2 separate regions of the Arabidopsis thaliana genome follow, and region 1 is linked to region 2. A link is a contact called in public capture Hi-C data. All regions are on one chromosome and are shown on one strand. The core of a region is the stretch at or near the end of the contact, and the rest is flanking DNA. Distances in the headings are between cores, read along the strand shown.

Region 1 (3,583 bases), core at 759-3,258, 110 kb after region 2:
GGATCGATCATTGATGAATAATGTGAGAAAATGACTTGCTCTTTATGAAGAGAGTAACTGAAAACGATTTGATATTCAAACAATATTTCAAAAGTTATGTTTCTCTTTTGATTATGATCTTTATAACAAACAACCAAATAAATATCCGATCAGCTTTTCTTGTTCAACAATATTTTGATCTATATACAAATACTATCATTCATTGATAAAATTTAAGATATGTAATGAACTATAGTATGTTCTATTGTTAGGATCCTACATCTAAAGTTAGATGGAATCTAAAGTAATATTTAAATGAGATACACTAATTCATTAATTGTTATTTAGTTTTGAGTTAGGGTCTCTATTAAACTTGAGAATCTAGGTTATTGATCCGGGTGGAGTAACCTAAGAATGATATGTTGCATGTCCAATCTTGAGATTTGGTTCCACATGAAGGGATGAGAATTATTGTCTTGAAAGCATGTTAAATTTTTTACAAGATGATGCAAATAGTAATTAACATATCATGATCAAATCTTGTAAATTGAAAAAACTCAACCTTTTGAGGGGAAACAGCTACAATATATACTAATGATTATCTAGCTACTCGTCTAAGAATATAAATGTTTAGCATTTAGGTGACCAATATCAAACTCCGAGCTACTTGCCTTACGTTTTACCCTTGCAAGTAAGTCAAATTAAATTTCTATTCATTACTAATCACATTATGAAAAAGGGAAACCAAAACTTGCTGCCTACTTCATTCTTTTTCTTGAATCTTTCGATTTTTCTTAAAAATTATTATTTTGATAAATATTTCTTCCCTATCTTAGTGTTCACATAAAGTGTGACCGTAAGATGGGTTAGCTTTCTCGTGGTTTGACCAAGTCATTCAAAAACTCAATATACTCAATGCCTGAATGGTCGTGCAGCAACATATATGAAGTCTGCTGGCTACATATGTTAAAGTTGGTTTCGAGTATGTAATTTTATATATAATCTTTTAATTTGTTGAAATAATTTTAGATATTTTATACAAAATTACAACCTATACCTCAAACTATATATTATACTATATGCATTTTGCTTGTAGTCCTATGAATATGAGATTTGTCTTAGAGTCTTCAAAATTTTATATTTCATGACCGATCAACGTTCAATAAAGTCGCCGCTTCTTTAAAAGAAAAAATTTGGTTGCCAAACCTATTATTATTATAGCTTGAGATATAACTTATGATCCTACTTTTAATGCAGTTTCGAAATTATTCTTCTCCAAGACGAAAAGAATTGAGAAGGTTGGTCCATAATCTTTATAACTTCTAAGACTTTAACGTACAAATGATATATCGTCGTTGGTTTTTTGCATTTAACCAGAACCAGTTTCTTGTTTATTTATATTTTAATTAATTAATTACAAACCCCTGAACAGTAAATTAATATTGGATTTTAAAACGTTCAATTTCTGTAGAGCAATAATATTTCGAATTTGTAAGATACACGACAATCGATTTGAAAAATAGACAATAGTAGTGGGATGTCAACGTCATGAACATGTAAGGTCATCGGACGGCAGCGATCTCCCCCATATCCTCGGACGTATGTGGGACAAAATACCACCAAACAAAAAAAAAAAATTGTTGCTGCATTTCTTTAATAATTTGCGTTATCATAATAATTAATTAACAAAAAAATATCAAAATATTTCCGATAAAAACAAATCTTCAACAAAATATTTAACAAAAAAAAAAAAAATTGCGCATTTTAATGTAGTTTATGTAGTATTTCCTAGTCACACCATTATTTACCTGATATAAACAAAAAATAGTATAAAAACAGTAATATTATTTATCACCATGGTTTAGTGAATGTACATGAAAAATTTGTTACCATACCAATGAGTTTTGGAAAATTGAAAATTGACTCAGAAAACATGAAAATACAATTTTGTGATATTTGTTTTGATTCCTGAATGAATTTAATAAGCTCACAAAATTAAAATTGCGAAATTATTCTTAATAAATAAATATTTCTTACTAAATAAAAGGAAACCTACGGAAGAGCAAAACATAATTTTCATGGCATAAAGAGTGAGAGAGAGAGAGTCATAGACAGGAGACGTTTGAGATTGATGAACAGCGAATTCGAAACAAATCACATGGAAGAAGAGCTCTCTTTCGCTACCGTTACCTTCTCCACTTTTCTCCTTCATTAGGGTTTTCTCTCTTATTTAGCTGCGCAGCTCTCTCTCTTTCTTACGGATTCACTTCTTAAAACTCGTTAATTTCTTGTGGGTTTTTGTCTCTTTTGCGATCTGATTCCGAAAGTTGAGTGAGAGTGAGAGAATCATGGAGGAAGGAAGTATGTTCAGATCTCTATTAGCGATTCTTCAGTGGTGGGGTTTCAATGTTACCGTCATCATCATGAACAAATGGATCTTTCAGGTTTCTTCTTAACCCTAGAATTTTTAGGTTTTACTTAATTGTATTTAATACCCTTTTGATCTGATCTATTGATCTGATGTTGCTGATTTGGAATTTGGTTTCAGCTTTATAGATTGGTGATAAAGTTTTGATTTTTTTTTGTTGTTGTTGCAGAAACTGGATTTTAAGTTTCCACTATCGGTTTCATGTGTTCACTTCATATGTTCGTCGATTGGAGCTTACATCGTTATCAAAGTTCTCAAGCTTAAACCATTGATTGTTGTCGATCCTGAAGATCGATGGAGGAGGATTTTTCCAATGTCTTTCGTGTTTTGTATCAACATTGTCTTGGGAAATGTCAGTCTTCGTTACATTCCGGTTTCGTTTATGCAGACGATTAAGTCTTTCACTCCAGCTACTACAGGTTAGGGTTTTCAGATGGAAAGTTTCCTATTTGTGATATTTCTATTGTCTATTGTCTAATTGTTTCTTATGTATATGTTTGAGCAGTTGTGTTACAGTGGCTGGTATGGAGGAAATACTTTGACTGGCGTATTTGGGCGTCTCTCGTGCCTATTGTTGGTGGAATTCTTCTGACATCTGTGACTGAACTTAGTTTTAACATGTTTGGATTCTGTGCTGCCCTGTTTGGATGTTTAGCTACTTCCACAAAGACCATTCTAGCCGAATCTCTTCTTCATGGTTACAAATTTGACAGGTCAGTGCCCCTTCCTGGAGTCTCCTTATGAATGAATTTCTTGCTATGATATACTATTCAGTTCTTGGAACTTTCATTTCCATGATCATTGCTGAGTCATGAAAACTGCACTTAGTTTCTAATTACAATGATATTTGCTTGTTATGTCTTTTTTGGATTTGATATGCAATAACTTTGCTTCTATTGCATTAGATATGACATCTTAGTCCAAATTGAAAAAGCAGTCACTTTAATGTGATTTAGCCATAAAGTTGATTGATGTATAAAGATTCAATCACATCACCTTTTGAGAAGTAAACTATGAATATCCATCTGCGTAGAGGAAAATTTTGATTTTTCTGTTTTTCATTATTTAGCATAAACACCGTTTACTATATGGCGCCTTTTGCCACCATGATTCTCGGGATACCAGCGTTATTACTGGAAGGCAGTGGAATTTTGAGCTGGTTTGAAGCACACCCTG
Region 2 (3,527 bases), core at 101-2,600:
TGGAAAGTCACCTGTGAAGAAGTTTGTCATGGATGTGGCGCTGGAGGAAAAATTGTGTGATCTATATGACGTGTTTGTTGAGGTAATTAATATTTTCCATAACCTTACATAAAAAGGTGTTCCAACTTGTTAGATGCAGAATTGTAAGTGTCAACATAGTTTTTGCTCTGTTTTTGGTAATACTAGGGAATGGATGAACATTCAGGTTCACAAATCAGAAAGCTTTATTCAGATGTAAGTTCCTCTCCAACCTTTATATTTTGCCATTCTTTGTCTATTTGCTTTCCAGATCCATTCAAAAACATTAGACTAGACCTTGCCTAATATTCAAGATTGTTTACCAAACCTTCCTGATTGATTTTCTTTTGGATTTATTCTTGCTCCAGCTAGCTCAACTGTGGCCCAATAGTTTAGTTGACAATCATGAGATCAGGCGTGCCATTTGCCGGGAAAAGGAAAGGCGGAGAGCATTGGAAGGAAACATTGGGAAGGAGATGGTATTTGAGAAATTCTTAACTTTTTTACGCCATAGCTGTTTGTTTGCTTCTAACGTGCTAACTTTTGGATGTGATAAATATCCATTTGTCATCGAATATTATCATGAACTCGCACATTTCGCTCATGTTTATCATTCCTCAACTTTTATTTTATTTTAGGATCAAACGAAGATAACAAAGAAGAAACAGACACAATTGGTCCCTAAATCTGAGGGTATTACTTATCCCGACAAGACTTCAGGTGTTGAAGTTAAAGCAAGTGTTGTCCTAACTGCAACCACCACGTCCTTAGTGGACTGTCAACCTGCAGCAGACTCGTCCTTTGAAAGGTCAAAGCAGCAACATGAGAAATTAAAGCGAACTTCGAGCTTAAGCAATCCTGCAGCAGAAGGAAAGAAAGTCAGAAGAAAGACAGAACCAGCTCTAGAAGAAACTCACCTGCCCGCAGAGAAACCCCTCGTTCTGGCCCTGAAGCGGCAGACACATCTAAAATCCAAGACACATAAACAGGTACAGGTACATCCACAGTCCAAGGCACATAAACAGGCACAGGTACATCCAAAGGCCAAGACACAGACTCCTCCAGACCTGAACCTGCCAAGTTAGGTACTACAGCTTAGATTTTTTTTCTCAAAGTCTGGCTCTAGCCTTGCCTTTGTTTTTCGTAGCTATAGTTTCGCTTCTAATTTTTGCGCCTAGTATTGATTTTCTAGTCGTTTCTTACGTAGAAGACGAAGTCCCTCTCCTCGTTACAAATTAAAGATGTTAAGAGAAGCTCCAATTCTTTCAATCTGTTTTTTTTGACGGAATAAACCAACACATGTAGCCTATTTCTAAATGGGTCTAAATTTGTCGGCGGCCCAATAAGGGGTCATAATAAAAGAATAAAAAGCCTTAAAAAGGAATTAGTATGTATCTGAAATCAAGCTCACTGGACTGGACGACCAAAAAAAAAGCGCACCGAAAATTCCCGCGTTCTCTTCTTACCAGTTACCACGCCGAATCACTGACCTCAAATCCAGAGCTTGACGAATCTCGTGCTATGCGAATGCTACTAGGTTCTAATATCCATCTTCTTCCGACGATTCTAGGGTTTCAATTTTCTCCGATAACCCCGTGAAGCTCTTACAAAGTCGAGAAGTGCGTGGTTAGGTTTTCCGGCGGCGATGAAGACGACGCAACTGTTCAAAGGGGCAAATGTTTTTATGTCTCGGAATCTGGTGCCTCCTGAAGTCTTCGACACACTTCTCGATGCTTTCAAGCTTAACGGTGCCGAAATCTTCCTCTGCTGCGACCCATCTCGGAGTGGTCCCTCTGATTTCCATGTCATCGCTTCTCCCGATCATGTGCGAAATGTTCTTTCTTATATATCCCTGCAATTGCTTATTTCGTTATATAATCTGCTCTTATTGCCATTTTTTTGGGGTTTTACAGGAGAAATTTAAGGATCTTAAAGCCAAGGGTTGTAACTTAATAGGTGAGATGAGATTTATTTTATATTTCTTGTCACTTAATAAATCAATTGATTCTGTGTTTGTGAATTTTCTTAATTGGATTTATGTTTATTGCGTGGCAGGTCCGCAATGTGCGCTCTTCTGTGCAAAAGAGGGTAGACCACTGCCACAAAGGGGATTCACTTGTTGCCTAGCCATGGATGGTCTAAAAGTTCTTGCTTCTGGTTTTCTGGTAGATGAGAAGGTACTTCTTTTGTCAGTGTAATAGATGTCGTTTTTAGTTTATTAGTATCCTTTATTCCCCTTGTACTGTAATCTCCATGGGAATGGTTGTGAGTCTATGTTCGTTCACCTATCGATTATGAGATTAACAGTGTGCATATGACATAGTATTGAATACTTGTGTCTCTTTGTTTCCCATTGCGCAACTAAACAATTTTAGAAATTTTGGTTTATGGTTCAATTTCTGTGTTAAAAGAAAAAAACTGACCTCTCTTTTGATTTAGTTGAAATGTGTTTTTAGAGTGTACGAAGCATGTAGATTAAAAAATGATTTCTGTTGAGGGAATTGTTTTTTCAGTTACTCTGAAGGACTAATCCCTCTTAATTGATTGATTGCAATTCTTTTGAAGGTCAAGATCAAGGAGTTGGTTACTTCCATGGGGGGCGTTTTACTTTCCAGAGCTTCTTCTGATGTGAACTTCGTCATTGTGAAAAATGTCTTGGCTGCCAAGTACAAGGTCTATTGTTCAAAGATTGCGATCAATATTCTTTTACCTTCTGAAGGTTCACATCTGTAGATTATATAACTAGCTTCTTATCAGTTTCACCTTTGCTTTAGTAACATATCAATACCGCTGTTTTCCATAATGCATCTCAGAAAATTATTCCAACTATGTTAGATAAACTAAAAGTGTTTATCAGTTCATTTAGCTTTACCCCAATTAGATGAATTTTTCTCTGTCGATGCCGGTAAATTAAAGTTAGATAGAATCATAGAAGTGGCTGTTGATCTTTTGCACGGTGCATGTGAGAAATTACATTTTCCCAGCAGTACATAGTGCCTACATTAAAAGAAGAGAGGCCTTTTCGCGTAAGTAAAGATGTAAAATGCCCCTAATGAAGGCCTCAAAATATAGGTTGTCGTCATCCCCCTATTGACGGGTTCTGCTTTGTTCATTTTTAGATGGTAGCTGGATGATGTATATAATACTTAGGCTAATGCAGGATTGCAGGTTTACTTCTCAGAGTGAAAAACACCGTTGTTTTCTGAAATTATTTTTAGTCAGCGTCGTGCCTCTACTGACTTATCATTACATATTATATCCTAGAGCAGAGTGAACTGATGAGGTTCATGAGGAAGCTGTTATGCCTATTTCATTGGGTCTGATAAATATATCTTATTTTAACTTGCAGTGGGCCCTGAATAAGAAGCCAATCGTTACTCTGAATTGGTTACATCGGTGTTGGAATGAGCACCGTGTGGTTCCTCAGGAACCATATAAGATTCCTCCTTTTTCTGGATTGACAATCTGTGTCACAAGAATTCCAGCAGGTTAGAAAACCGGTATATTCA

The links. Capture Hi-C pulls out chosen DNA fragments and counts their contacts.
Region 1: a contact with region 2 is called in a capture Hi-C map of seedling, with 1.9 times the contacts expected there. A contact is called at or near these places in 1 of 26 Hi-C or Micro-C datasets (vegetative nucleus) and 1 of 3 other capture datasets (seedling).

The regions. Positions count from the first base shown.
Region 1 is chr1:29,163,162-29,166,744 of TAIR10.1, forward strand. AT1G77610 (EamA-like transporter family protein) reads left to right here and starts at 2,009. Exons shown (of 5, transcript NM_106409.4): 1 at 2,009-2,423; 2 at 2,577-2,826; 3 at 2,913-3,120; 4 at 3,477-3,583. The coding sequence starts at 2,328.
Region 2 is chr1:29,055,077-29,058,603 of TAIR10.1, forward strand. It overlaps MEI1 (transcription coactivator), which reads left to right and starts at 1,351. Exons shown (of 17, transcript NM_106381.3): 1 at 1,351-1,843; 2 at 1,932-1,974; 3 at 2,074-2,195; 4 at 2,584-2,691; 5 at 3,368-3,506. The coding sequence starts at 1,664. AT1G77310 (wound-responsive family protein) reads left to right here. Exons shown (of 14, transcript NM_106380.7): 11 at 1-82; 12 at 187-234; 13 at 387-497; 14 at 657-1,355. The coding sequence ends at 1,103.